Regions from separate parts of the Mus musculus genome. Here region 2 is linked to region 1. The links are chromatin contacts, called in public HiChIP or PLAC-seq maps. All regions are on one chromosome and are shown on one strand. The core of a region is the stretch at or near the end of the contact, and the rest is flanking DNA. Distances in the headings are between cores, read along the strand shown.

Region 1 (2,860 bases), core at 296-2,795:
TTACTATAAATGCTTTCCCAGGTGTTGCCTTGTATTACAAATTCCCTGTGTACAGTGATCTTTTCTAACTACCAGGTTTAGTTGGCTTACAAACTTATTGCTTTTCACCTGTTACACTTTGCTTAGTCACAGTTTAGCCTTCTCCTACTGTATATGATGATTTTCCAGTTTCTGGACACTGTCGTCAGGTTATCTTACTCAGGACAGACCCCCTGATGCTGGGTCTCTACTCTGGCTCTCTTGCTGACTCTGCAGCCCTTAAGAAATGAACGGACGTCCATCTGCTCCTTAAATTGTCCTGTAAGGTGTGCTAGGATTCACTCTTCAACGTCCCTTCCCTTTTAAGAGTTATCTTCCAGGGTGTGTAACCTCTGTTCTGTCTCTACTTAGACATCTAGCCGGCTGCGGCTCGTTCTTTCCTGCTGCAGGACTGTGCACTGTGCTCTCTCGGCAGCCCCTCCCCACTATTATACCCATTATATTTTATCCAGCTTATCCTTTAAAGGCCTGCTCCTACATCATGTCTCCCACGAAGCCTTCCCTGGCTTCGCAGCTCAGAACTTGCTCCTTCTTGAGATTCAGTGCAGCGCTCTGAGTCTCTTCTAGGGCAGGAACTCCACTCTTACACTTCAGCTATATTTAGTCTCTGTCTAATGCCTCCTAATAAACTGTGAGCTCATTCATTCATTCAGCCAATCTCTGAGGCTACTACTCTGGGCACGTTTCCATCTAGCTAGGAAGACAAGGGCTATGAGTCTAACTAACTTAGTCAGGTACAGTGCCCAGTGCATAGGAGGTAACTAAGAAATATTTACAAACGTGGAGGCAGATGGAAAGATGGATGGATAGGGGAGGGGTCACTGTGGAGAGGGTGAACTGGAAGCCACCAGAAGCATGGAGGCAGGTAGAAGGAAGGATGCACGGACTCTCAGGACGTCGAGCATGAGAGGGTTAACTGTGGGCAGTTGGGGACTGCAAGGATGGTGGCAGAATGTCATGAGTTCCACCATAGAGTGGGTCATGAGTCTTTTGGAGTTTATCAAGTCTTCCGAATTCTTACGTTACTCCCTAGTTGCAACTGGCCACTACCAGGGCCATGAATGGTGAGGCAGAGATATGAAGGGAAGGTACAACTTGTTGTCAGGCTGGTCTCAAGCCATGACTTCTCTTTAATCAAAACATGGTGTTCTCCCCATGCCTGGCTGAGGGCCAACCTGTTCTGTATAATTGGTATTTTCCTTTCCTAGGCTTCCTCCAAGATGCTATGAGGTAAAGTTAAGTTCGTTCCAAATGTGCTGATTTGGATTATTTTCAGAAAGTGCTTTGAGGAGCCAGCCTCCTGCGGGAGATGGTTTTCTCTAGGTCCTTGTGTCACAGCATGAGCCTGTTCTAAACCCACTGCTAAACATCAATGTCTGAGAATCAGCCGGAAGGGAAAGGGTTAAGTGAAGCCTGCATTCCTTCCTCCCAGAGAGCTGCCATCCTATGGGGCCAGAGGCTAAATTTAGAGACTGGCTAAGGTTTCTTGTTAACAGCTGTCCCTCAGAGCAGAAGCACACCAGAGAAGAGAAAGCTCCCGTCCCTCTCTAGACCAAACTTCTGGTCACTTTCCTGGGGTTCTTGGTCCTTGGTGAGGACACACCAGCACAAGGTGAGTGTTCGTTCCCTTCTGTGGTGAGCTGGGACTTAGACTTCAGGGGTGCCAGTCTGCCCTGAGTGTCAGGCCACAGCCATAGCTGGGACTAGCTATCAGGGACTTTTTGTGCCTTAATAGGTAGGCTATGGGGTGGACCTTCAGCCCAAGGCCCTGAATGACACAGAGTCAATAAATATCACTGAAGGGAGCCTGTTTTCCCTTCCAGTAAGATAAAAGGTGTGTACATTAATGTAGTTGGAAGGGGGACTTCAAATGTCCTTTTTAGTCTGGGGAATCCACCGCCTTTCACAAACCTCCCACACTACAGTTAAAATAAACCTTTGCTTTTCCTCTCTGCTTCCCTGTTAATATCCACGAAAGGAGTCAAGATGTCACTTCTTACATATTGTGTCACCTCATGGTATCCTTCTAAGGACAGTCGGCCTTCATCTTCTTGGTTTCCCTATGGCTCCTTTACCCACTCGGGTATTAGCACGCCCTCCCCTCCCCATTCTCAGTCCACCAAGGTGACATTGGTGACACGTCCCCCTCCCCCTACAAAGCCTATGGAATCTAATTCCCTAAACAACCTCTTCCTGTCAGGCAGACAGAGGCTGACAGGCTGACATGGCTACCGGTGGAGACGCAGAGGAGGAGCAGGTAGTTCCAAACGAGGAGGATGAAGCAGATGTGAGAGCTGTACAGGCCCGCTATCTCCGGAGTCCCTCCCCAAGCCAGTAAGTGGGCCACTGCTGAGTGTCATAGGAGCCAGTCAGCATGACGCTGGGCTCTATTCCCCAGGATGGTGGACTGAGGCGTGGTGGTGAGAGCTAGACGTTGGTCTCTCCAGAATGTGTGGTGCTGTGGGCTGGTAGGGTGGGGGAGGGGTGACAAGCACACAGGGAAAGACCAGAGGCTTCTGGGAGGTGCTGCTGCTGGCCTGAACCTGGAAGTAGGAATTTGGCAGGTCAACCGACAGGATGCACTTGATTCACCAGGACCAGGGCTGGATATGGGGTTGAGATGCCAGAAAGTCTAAGAGGAGAGATGAAGAAGGAATGAGGACCAAGGGCCAAGCCCTGGTACTAAAATTATTTTGTACCACAATGGAGGTGTTGATTTTAAAGAAAATACCATATATTCCCGTTTTCTTCTGTCACGACTGAGAACAGAGACCTGTTTCTGTTCTACCGTAGTACCATAGCTCTGTTGACAAATGATGTG
Region 2 (3,014 bases), core at 2-2,501, 100 kb after region 1:
CCCAGGTATTATCAGGAGTGGTATGTTCAATTTTCAAATCTCAGCGTGTGCCTGTAATGAGCTGTGCTATGACAAGACTAGGCCATGAAATGCCTACAATCTGGCTCCTTCGGAGTTTTAGTCTTTGTTTTCAAGAACCTAAGAAGGAGATAACTGACAATGGGTGTTCATCTAAACCAACAAACCATCGGTAGGAAAACAACATTCATCTGTGCTTTCCATGTCTGCCATGCAACAAGCATGACACCAAGTATCAGTTATGGTTTCTGCTTCCCTGGGCTTGTGAGAGAGTAAAGTATGTGTACAAGAAGATAATTAGCACCAGGGCTGTGTGCAAAGGGCTAAACGCAGCATAGACTGAAAGATCGGAGTGCATACTCACGTTGGACAGATGGGAAGGGAAACTTTACAAAGGCTGTGAGTGGGACAACCTTTGACCTTGGGGAGCAAGGGGAAGAAGGCTAAGCACAGTGGAAGGAACGGGTACAGTGCTGGAAAATGATTGCCTGGTTTTGCTACAGCACAGAACAGAGGCCATGTGCCACTGTGTAGCAGACCCAGTTATTGGAGACTTGTATCCACCAGAGCTTTATTTCTCACTTTTACTGCAAGCCATGCTCAGTGCGTTGTGGCCATGCTTCAGACGTCTTCCTCACTTGAGATCCAAGGGCACCCACAACCTAGACTGTTGTGTCCTCGTGATGGGGGCACAGAGAGGGCAGGACAGTGGCAGACCCATGAGAGTTACTCTTAGCCTTTAAGCGGCTATGGCACATGTCACTTCAGATAATACTTCTGGCCAAAACCTGTCACATGCAAACTCTCATGTCAATAGCTTGGGAAAACAGAATCCTACCATGGGGATACTTAGTGACATATAAATAAAGCACATACAATACAACCTCCAACAGTTTTCAAGTATATTCTTCTTCTTAGAAAATATTTTGGAATGCAGTAGGCATGAGAACAGGAGGCCTCTGAATTATTAGCTGCAAAGCTCTGTGACTGATATAAAGTTCTACATGTACATAAAACATATCAAAAAAATTTTTTTTAAAGAACAGCACAAGTCTAAGAAACAGGGTTTCCCATCTTGTCTCCCAAGGAGCGTGCAGCTGAATTGGACAGAGGCTGACAGCGGAGGAGGAAAGGGTCAGACCCTTTGCTTTGCTCCTGCCGTTATTTACAGCAGAGGACAGAACACTTTGTCACCTAGGAAACAACCAACAAAGGCAGAGTGTAAAGCTGTAAGAATCCCTGTCTGTTCTCTCAGAGGTGACTCGGGCTAAGTAGTGGGGTGGAGTGCCCTGCCACTCAGCTGCCCTGAGTGCTGGGTTTTGTGTAGTCAGGCAGGTGACTCCAGCTGGAAGAAAAAGATGTTTGGCCTTTGATGGCCACAGCTGACTGAATAATTTGTACCTTCTTGCCTTTTTGTATTCAAAGATAACACTACCAGCTAAGAAGAGTGTGGCTGCAGTGTCTGAACCTCTGACCTACACTGGGAACACTACAGTCTCTCTACTACCTAGATATTCACAGTTTATACCACAGTGAATGATTTTGTAGCTGTTACTTTTGCTATCATTCTCTCTTTTTTTTTTCTTTCTGGTTTTTCGAGACAGGGTTTCTCTGTGTAGCCCTGGCTGTCCTGGAACTCACTCTGTAGACCAGGCTGGCCTCGAACTCAGAAATCTGCCTGCCTCTGCCTTCCAAGTGCTGGGATTAAAGGCACGTGGCACCATTCTCTCTCTCTCTCTCTCTCTCTCTCTCTCTCTCTCTCTCTCTCTATCATTTTCAAAGGTCATTTTATGTCACTGCTTACCTATTAATTACTAATCTTGTCTTACATTTTAATACTGATTTGCATACAGAGTATACTAATACAAATTTTCCAAAAGCTGAATGTGTGTCCACCATAGGCAGGAGATTCTATATTAGCTAAAGCTAGGTGATAATTATTTCTGTGCTATCATGAAAGCTTGACGTCTCATACCATAATTGCTTGTTTGAAACAGGCTCTCCCTATGTAGCCTTGGTTGGCCTGGAACTCACTACTTAGACCAAGATGGCCTTGAACTCACGGAGATCCACCTGTCTCTGCCTTCCAAGTGCTCAGGTTAATGACTTGGACCTCATGACTGGTTTATGTCACAACTGATGTCATACTGGCACTATCCAAATGTTCTTGGCCTTTGCAATAGAGGATTTAAAACATTATTTATTTACTTTCAGTTTATGTGTGTACCTGCATTCGTTTCTGTGCAGTATGTGTATGCAGGTGCCTGTAAAGGCCAGAAGGCATTAGATGCCCTGAAATGGAGATATAGACAGTTGTGAACTGCATTCTGAGAACCAAATTGTTATTCTTTGCATGAGCAGTAACTGCTCTTAATGATTGAACCATCTCTCCAGCCATTGAAATAGTGTTGAGCTTAGATTTTTCTTGAAATTACAATTAGTCAGATATCGTAACAACTCAGCTGAGGATTGCTCAGTGTGTATTTATCTCATCTTTGTAATATATATAGTCTATGGCACTCCCATGTCTGGGGCCTTTTTCTCATGCCTGTTCATAGCTGCAGTAAATTTTATTTCCATTGTGTTGTATAAAACATCCAGTTTTGCTGTGAACATTATTGAGCTCAGAACTTTATAATCAACTCTAGTGTCTTTGAATGCTAAACCAGAGTATTAATATCTCCCTATATAATGTAATTTTACTGCAATGACAATAGACTGAAGAGAAACTGAGTTTTGGTCTTAGTTTGCCCATTTATATGACCATACATAAGACACTATGTATTACTAAGTGTAAGACACTACTTATTCATTAGTAGGCCTGATTCGTATGGATGGATCCTGGAATCTACCACAGAACTTTTTTCAGAACTGCATTCCTACCAGCCACATCCAGTCACCAGACTTGATGCTAAAGCTAAAAACCTATGTAAGAGTATTTATCTATCATACAAAGAAAAAGAGTTGCAAGGTGCTTGCTATTTTATGCATTTGAA

What was found. HiChIP or PLAC-seq counts read pairs in DNA pulled down with a chosen protein or histone mark.
Region 2: an H3K27ac HiChIP or PLAC-seq map of heart atrium shows a contact between it and region 1, with 4 times the contacts expected there. The contact joins the enhancer-like site here to the promoter of Dusp27 in region 1. A contact is called at or near these places in 17 of 39 promoter capture datasets (the 3T3-L1 cell line, 3T3-L1-derived adipocytes, the C10 cell line and 14 more), 3 of 484 Hi-C or Micro-C datasets (the G1E-ER4 cell line, pre-B cells and thymic regulatory T cells), 6 of 115 datasets of contacts at active chromatin or transcription factors (the HPC-7 cell line, T-cell acute lymphoblastic leukemia, embryonic stem cells and 2 more) and 4 of 9 other capture datasets (adipose tissue, liver, macrophages and 1 more).

Annotation. Positions count from the first base shown.
Region 1 is chr1:166,126,583-166,129,442 of GRCm38.p6, reverse strand. Dusp27 (dual specificity phosphatase 27 (putative)) reads left to right here and starts at 1,545. Exons shown (of 6, transcript NM_001160049.1): 1 at 1,545-1,651; 2 at 2,244-2,373. The coding sequence starts at 2,264.
Region 2 is chr1:166,022,423-166,025,436 of GRCm38.p6, reverse strand. No RefSeq gene overlaps it. Among named protein-coding and RNA genes, the nearest start is that of Pou2f1, 21 kb to the right of the region's middle. Within about 2 kb of position 1,251, at least 14 of the 459 cell types and tissues checked have an H3K27ac peak or open chromatin away from gene starts, as enhancers often do. A contact at or near this core is called in heart atrium and neural stem cells, where this site is marked.